2 separate regions of the Pan troglodytes genome follow, and region 1 is linked to region 2. A link is a contact called in public capture Hi-C data. All regions are on one chromosome and are shown on one strand. The core of a region is the stretch at or near the end of the contact, and the rest is flanking DNA. Distances in the headings are between cores, read along the strand shown.

Evidence for each region. Capture Hi-C pulls out chosen DNA fragments and counts their contacts.
Region 1: a capture Hi-C map of stem cell-derived neural stem cells shows a contact between it and region 2, with 9 times the contacts expected there. The contact joins two enhancer-like sites. A contact is called at or near these places in 4 of 7 Hi-C or Micro-C datasets (blood, induced pluripotent stem cells and stem cell-derived neural progenitor cells) and 1 of 1 other capture datasets (stem cell-derived neural stem cells).

What each region holds. Positions count from the first base shown.
Region 1 is chr7:31,243,923-31,247,538 of NHGRI_mPanTro3-v2.0_pri, forward strand. All of the region lies in intron 3 of PEBP4 (phosphatidylethanolamine binding protein 4), which reads right to left. Among named protein-coding and RNA genes, the nearest start is that of PEBP4, 25 kb to the right of the region's middle. Within about 2 kb of position 1,784, at least 3 of the 24 cell types and tissues checked have an H3K27ac peak or open chromatin away from gene starts, as enhancers often do. A contact at or near this core is called in stem cell-derived neural stem cells, where this site is marked.
Region 2 is chr7:30,949,630-30,953,842 of NHGRI_mPanTro3-v2.0_pri, forward strand. BIN3 (bridging integrator 3) reads right to left here. Exons shown (of 10, transcript XM_054657306.2): 8 at 3,574-3,715; 9 at 3,267-3,401; 10 at 49-919. The coding sequence ends at 773. Among named protein-coding and RNA genes, the nearest start is that of CCAR2, 18 kb to the left of the region's middle. Within about 2 kb of position 2,767, at least 1 of the 24 cell types and tissues checked has an H3K27ac peak or open chromatin away from gene starts, as enhancers often do. A contact at or near this core is called in stem cell-derived neural stem cells, where this site is marked.

The DNA.
Region 1 (3,616 bases), core at 534-3,033, 290 kb after region 2:
TTGGGCTCCCGAAGTGTTGGGATTAGAGATGTGACCCACTTCGTAAATATTACTGAACACATACTGTGCCCAGTATGTGCCACTGTGCCCAGCCCCTGCCAGCATTTAAATATTCGCAGGCATCTCTTCTCCCCTGGCAAAGCGGTGGTGTGAATAGCCTACTCCATGGGATCCACTCCTCATTCACTCCTTGGTCCCCTCACACGGGTAACCAGTAGCTTGCTGGGGTAAGGCAGAGCGTGCATTTCCTGTGGCCTCACCCAACCTCTCTGGCTGGCTGCTGTTGAGCATAGCAGAGCCTACCCACAGGTAAACCTGTCTGCCTCTCAGAGTCCACCCCTGCTGGAACACTGAGGATGCAGACCCAGGTGCCCAGCCCTGCCTTCTCTTCTGGAGTCAGATGGCCGACCTGCCTCTCGGGCAGCTACCTCTGGATGCTACAGCCTCCTCAAACTCTATGGGTTTCTGTGCAGAATTCGGTGCCAATGGCTGCCATCCCTGTAAAAAACCCAGTGCTTCTCTGTGTCCCCTTCTTGGTGAAGGCACCGTTATTAGAGTTAACATATACCCCAGCTTGCCAGCGCCGTGCCTAATGACACACATTGTCCTGGCATAACTATTAACAGCACCCCCCTTTAGTCTCAAAAGGGTCCTGTCTTAGATGAGAAATTATATACTCAACCTCATTGTTACCCACTCGCCTGCTCATCACAGAAACCCGAGGGTCATCTGGACTCTCCCTCTCCCCAATATCCCCACAGCCCCCAAGCTCTATGGGTTCCCCATCCTTAACATCTTTTAAGCCCAGCCCATGGTCCATGCCATCACCTAGGTTGCAGGGTGGGCACCTTGCCTTCAATCTTACCTTTCTTCCATTCTTCCACCTGCTGCTGGAGTGACCTTCCCAAATTGCAAATCTGATCACATTTACCAGCCTAAAAATCAAATGGTGACTCTCCTCCCCCAGCCACCAGCCAAACTTTAAGATAAACTCTAAACTCCACACCAGGGCCATGAAGTTCTTGGCTCCTAACCATGGATGTGCCCCTGCCCTACCCGCCCCGACCCCCGACCCCACCACAAGCCTCATCCCTCACCTCACCATCCTGGCTCCCATCTGTCCCTTGCTGGGTCCTGGCTCACTGACACCCTGTGTCCCCATGCTTGCCCACTACCTGTCTATCTCCCCAGCTATACTGCAAGCTCCGTGATAGTGTCTTTCGTCTCTGAATCAATAGCACTGACATGGTGCCTGATGCACAGTGTGTTCAGTAATATTTACGAAGTGAGTCACCGCACATCCCTAACACCAAATAGTCCGTGGCGGCTGCAGTCCCCTGAGCCAGTGGGCCTGCACTTGACCGCTTCCACATGTAGGAGAGGAGACTCCACATGTAGTCTACTGGAAGACGTCTCTGCTCCATCCATTAGGGGCTGTTCTTCTAGAATTGCTGTGGGTGTTGGGAGCCCCCTGTCCTTCCTCGGCTAATCATTTTGTGACTGCAGCAGCCTGTATTTTTCTGCTCTGTGTATACAGAGAAGGGTTGGTGGGGGCGGTGGACCTGTGAGTTCCGAGGTCTCTTATAGAGAGGAGAGTTCCAGGCCTCTAGAAAATTTGGGTTGAAACTTGTGTCTCCACCATGGGCCAATGAGGGCGAGAAGGTGCTCCCTGGGAGGCTGCGGCTAGAGGCCTGGGCTGGCATGAAATGCACTGGCCCAGGTGGATAGGGCACTCAGGGCCACCTGCTTTGTGAGGAGAAGAAATAGTGCCTGGGCCAAGCCTGATTGGAAACTCCAGGGAGAGCGGGACAGACCGAGGCAGCCTTTTGTTCCCTCCCTGTAATGCAATGCACATTCCCCACTTAAAGGCAATTTCTGCACTTCAAAAGGATTCCAGCTGGCGAAATTTAAGGTGGAGAATAAGCCCCCAGTCAAGAAGCTTCTCAGGGGCCTTTCAGTTTTCCTTGGCTTGAGAACGGGATGCATTTTTAAATGTTTGCCTCTTCATGTTTGTCAGAGCGCCAGGGGAGAAACGCTTCCTCTTACTTCCACACCTCTCTCGCTCAGCCATAGCTGGCACGGGAGCCAGCCACGTTTTCCTGTGTTACTTTGCCTTCTCATGAACCTGCCTGACTTCCTCTCTTTCTCTGCCTGCTTCCCCACCCACCCCCCAGCTCACACCCCACCCCTAGGGGGAGGAGAGAGTCCTGCTGCCCTGGGTTCACTAGGTTTAGCAGCTTTCCTTCAACAGATGCTGAAAGGGCCAACAGTTGGGCTGACACAGCTCATAGCTCACACTCCAGGAGATGCTCTCCCACATGTCATTCATTCATTCATGCATTCATGAATTCATGCATTCACCTGTTCACTCTCTCACCTAGTCACCCAGTCAGCCAGCATGGCATCTGAGGTGCTGGTGGGGCCCACGGGTGACTCAAAGAAAAACAACACATAGTCTTTCTCTCCTAACTTATAAAGTGCTTGAAGCTTTGAGAGACAGGAATGAGCAACTACAGCACAAGACACAGGGAAGTCAAAACCCAGTTTAGAGGGTAGGAACATTTTAAAAGCACAGAGAAAGAAAAGATCAGCCAGGGATGTAGGTGGAGCCCAGAGGGAGGCAGTCAGGGAAGGCTTCCTAGAGGAGGAAGCATTGTGACGGGAGCAGGGTCCAAAGACGCCAAGGATGGGGAAGTGGCCAATGCCAGAATATGGAGGTGGGAAGCTCTCTGGTGGGCACAGAGGCACTGCTGCACCCCTCTTTCCAGGGCTTTGGAGTTTGCTGGGGGCGGGGGAGGGGGGGGGTGTTCCCAGGCATGTCCACTGGCAGTCACTGCTTTGGTGGCATTGCTTCAGTCACCTTGGAAGCAATGCACCATCCCCACATAGCAGTCACCAACTCGTGCCCTTCTCCATCAGGCCCAGAAGAAATACCTTCATGCTCTTCTCTGTCCTAAACACTCAGGCTCCCCGCACCCTTTTCTTGAGGGACCCAGATAGCACTTGCTCCTCCAGCCTCACCAGTCATGCCCTCTCCCTTAAGGGAAGCTCCAACTACCACCTTCCCTAGGAAGAACTATCCTTCCTGCCCACCCCCTTCCATTCTAACCAGGGAAAGCTTCCCTTCGGCCAGCCCACCCCTGCCTGTGCCAGCGCCCCCTGGTGTCTCCCTTAGAGCCCTTGCCAGTGGCCCACTGGCCAGGCCCATGGGCTCTGGAGTTGGGCAGACCTGGCTTTGACTCTGGCTCTGGCACCTTTCAGCTCTGTACTTGGCCAGATTACTCACTTCCATAGGACCTGCCCTTGCATTTCCTACCTAACATCCTTTCACCCTTATCTGATCAATCACACCTTGACTTGCATTCAGGGCAACCATCCTCCTCTACTCTCAGTCCTTGTAGATTAAGGGGAGCTGTAGAGGGTCACTGCTAGGTTCAGGGATAGGCACAAGACCAAAGCGAGACCAATCCTGTGACTTTTAATGGATGGAAAACCCTATTTCCACTGGGGTTGACAAATTGGTCAAACACAAACCTAAGGCTGTTGGGGCCATCTTTGTCACAAGGAAAGACTCTATTTACAAATGAAAACAGCACAGAAAAAAACAATCAAGAGA
Region 2 (4,213 bases), core at 1,517-4,016:
GAAGGGGTTTCCTCTGCTCGCCTAAGTTACAGCACAATACTATGTGGCCGTTTCATTGAAAATTTTACTTGAAAAAATAAAATTCCAGATACTCAGGTGAGACACAAACCCACTGTTCCTGCTTTGAGACCTGTGAATTCTTGTGGGACATTCTGTGTGGTGGGACAGCTCCACTGACAGCTGGCGTTCCCGAGGTACCAGTTCTCAGTGACCTCGGGAACCCCAACCACTTAGGTCCCAAAGCCACAAGGGTGGCTTTTGTCTTGCTGGGAAGCTGGCTGAGGGCCTGCCAGGGCTGGAGGACCAGCTCTCCCGCACAGGGTTCAGGGCCTCTCCCAGAAAAAAGAGGTTTTGAAGTGAAAAGGCAACGAGGGGCCAGAGGGCTCCCCAGGATGGGTCTTTTGGAGGTAGATTTGATGCCCACAACGCGTGCAAGGCTAAGACCCCCAACTTAGCCAACGAAGCCCATGGCCTCAGAAGGGCTGCAGCTTGCTCAGGCCGTGGGCCAGGATGCATGCTGGACGGTTCTCCAAATAAAAAAGCCCCAAGGGTTTGTCTACACTGCTTACCTGCTGGGGCTGTGAGTGGGGAGACGGCGGCCTGCCTAGGGCTCCTGGTGCCAGGCTCAGGAAGAGTCATTCATTGCAAAGGGCCGGCAAGTGAACCAGGGCCACCTCTGTCCCCAGCCTGTGAGAGGAGCAGCTAGCCCTGAGAAGGGCAAGGATGAATGAGGCTGACCACGTCACAGGAGTCCTCCAAGAGTGACGGGGATTCAGTCATCGGCCACAATGGAGAGGGCCCGGAGCTCACTGAGTTTGGCCTCGTTCTCCCGCTCCCGCTGCTCATCGGAGTGGCCTGGCTGGTCAAGCTGATGGGACAGGTCTCCAAAGATCTTGTGCATTTCCGAGTAGTACACAACCTGGGGGAGGCGACAGGGGTTGGCACGTGCTGGCTCCAGGGAACCGTGTGCTTCAGGGGGCCAGAGGCTCACACTTCTCTGCTACCCCCTGCCCTTACCCATCTGGAGCTGTGCAGCAGCGTGCCTTTGGGGATATGCAGGGCACGGAAGGGCTCTAGCTGAGACTGAACCAAAAGGAGCCGGGGAGCAACAGGGCCTCAGTGGCTGGAGGTGGAGGCGCCCCTGCTTTGGGCTCCTGGTTCCCCCAGCAGCAGGTGCAGGAAGGCATGGGCCTCCTAGGGCGACTGTGGAATGATGGGCACCATGACTGGAGTTTTACTGCTTTTTGTAAGCTAGGGGAGAACCCAAGGCTTTTGTCCATGGCAGAAAGACAGCATGGTAGGCTGGTGGCTCCCAAAGCCCTAAGCCAGCTTTAGAGGCACAGGCAAGAAAGGGGATGCCCGTCTAGCCTTCTGTTCCCTCCCAACTTGCATCCCACCCTTGCTCATGGCCCAAGCTGCGTGGCCAGGGGGACAGCTCAGAGGCCAGGTTCACTGCCAGGGTCCCTCTAGGGAGGCACCAGAAATGGTATGGGAGGGGACACAGGGTTGAGGGTGGGGCAGGTGGAGGAATGGGGAAGCCCGTCAATTCTCCCAGATGGCTGAGGACCAGGGGCTTTTCCACAGACAATAGGGGCCACTTCTGCCTCAGTTTCTACCTCATGACCCAATGAAAACATGCAGTTTCCTGAAAGCTTCCACGTTTCACTCTAGACATGAGGAGGAGCTCTAGACACTAAGGGGACCTTGTGGGAAATGCCAGGTGGGGCGGGGACCCACGGCTGATACTCCTGAGGCGAGATTTCCGCCGGCCGAGGGGGTGCTAAAGTGAGCTGGTCTCAACACACTGCTGTCACCTCTGGGTTGGGGGCGGCCCACCCTGCCCCCACTCCCTGCCCAAGCCACTGTGTGCTGAGTCACTGGGAATACTCACTTCTCCATGACTAATGGCAGCCGGGCGGGCGAGGGGGAGGCTGGGGCCCAAGAGGCAGTCAACAGCCCCCAGCAATGCTGCCTGGTTAAAGGGCATCCCTGGCCTCCCATCTGCTCCAACCTGGACATGCGGGAGCCTGGCACCCTGTGGCTTCCTCCTGTGAGCAACAGGAGGGAGGGTGCAGGGCAGCACCCAGGTGACAGTGAGGAAGAGGCAGGCCCAGGTCTCCCGTGAACCCAATGGGGCGGCTGGAGGGAGCCCTCGCTGCAGGAGCAAGTGTCAGGAGAAGTCCCCACCTCCTCCTGCAGGAGGCTCTAGGTCTCACTGCCCCCTAAGTATGGCACAGGACCAAGTACGTGGGTCACTGACAAGGCCCCACCCCGGCATGAACCCTGCTCAGGTGTCCTGACTGGGGCAGGTGGCCACCCTGACTTTGGCCCGGCAGGGTGGGTGTGCACTGGCCAGACTTCACGGCTGCGACTACGGGCCTGCAGGAAATGGCCACTGGAGGGCGCCAGACGCCCAGCCACGCTCAGACCACCCGGGCCAGGAGGGGCAGAGCCACAGGGACCTGGCAGGGTGCCACGGGTGTTGGGGTACTAAGGCTGTTGCTGAGCGCAAGCCATCAGCAGGGTCCTGTGTGGAAGGGACCCGCTTCTGGCATGGGTGCCCACCCTTTTCTATTTTGCCAGTTGGGGGGAACAATCCTTCCTAAAGGCTTGAAGATGGAGGAGGGTGAGGAGCATGCCACTCCGTGTCCTCCCGTCCCCGAGTGGAAGGAGACGCTGGGGCCTGGCCCGTGTCTGACCCCCAGTGGCGCCCCCATGCCTCCAGGCCTGCCTTTCCACCCCAGGGCCCTAGGAGCAGCCCTGACTGTGGCTCTCCCCAGGGCTCTGGAGCCCCCTTCCTTAGTGGTTCCAAGGCAGGACTCCCGCCGTTTCCTGCTAAAAAGACTGGCTCACAGTAGGCAGGGGAGGGGAGCTGAGTCCTCAGAAAAGGCCTCCATTCTCCAGATCCCTTTCTTCTCGGCACCACCCTGGGCCAAGAAACTGCCCACTTGAGGGTGCGGGGCAGAGGAGCTACTTATGGTGAAATGTAGAGAGATCCATGGGGGAACTGCTGGACAAAAAGGGAACCTCGGCCATTCCTGGTCTGGGATTTACCAGAGAGCAATGTGAGGACTCTAACAGCAGACAGGGTCCCCAAGTCGCTGAGCCTGGGACTCTGGTAATGGAATGAATTCCTTCAGGGCTTTGCCTGGGGTGGGTGCCCTGTCTTTACGGAGAATGGCTAAGCCACCCTTCCAGTGTGGGTGACAGGGAGTGGCATGAGCTGTGTATACCAAGCCCAGGGGAAGAGCACCTGGCGGCCTCACCTGAGCTCGGATGAGGGACTCGAAGCTGGGCTGGAAGTAGTCGAGGCGGCTGCCGTAGAAGCGCGGCATCTCCTCCAGCAGCTGCCTGTTCTTGGCTTCAAAGTCCTCCCGTACAGGCCGCAGCTCCTCTCGTGCCTAGGGAACAAGACCTGGGTGTCGAAACTCTCTCACTGCTGGGTGCCGGATACGGGATGGGTGGGGTGGGGACGTCTGGTGTCTTGGTGCCCCCAGGTGAGGGGAGGGACTTACCACAGGTGACCACGATGGCCCACCTGTCTAGCCCCTGCCCGCCTGTCTCCCCTGGTACCTGGTGGAGCTTGGCCAGCACTGGCCCCGTCTTCTCCTTTTCCTCATACTTCTCCACCTTGGCCTGCAGCCTCCTGTAGTCCTGCAAGGCCTGTTCCCGCCTCTTCACCGCCATGTTGAGGCTCGGGAAGACACTGCCGAACCTGTGGGACAAGCTGGCTGGAGATGGGCCCGTTCTTGAAGGGGTGGCCTGGCTGGAGATGGGTCTGCTCTTGGAGGGGTGGCCTGGCTGGAGATGGGTCCGCTCTTGGAGGGGCGTCCTGGCCAGCACTCACTTGTCCAAAAATGTGCCCTGAGCACCTACCAAGCGCCAGACCCTGCTCTAGGTCTTGGGGAGTTCACCGTGAACAAGACAGATGAGGCCTTGTCCCCTGGAGCTTGTGCGAACGTGGACAATGTCATGGGGTGAGGGCAGATGAGAGGAGGTGGGGTTGTGGGCCAGGTCCAGGGAGCTGGGTGGCACAGGGTGGCCCAGGAATGAAGGGTGCCCTGACCCCCACCTCCTGTGAGCTTTATCACACAACGGACTAGGGGATGGTGGGGAAGGTGCCTTGAAGTCATCTGGCCACCTCACTTTTAAAAAGGAGGGAAACTGAGGACAGAGATGACCTATGACTCATCCAAAGTCACGATGAGGCAGA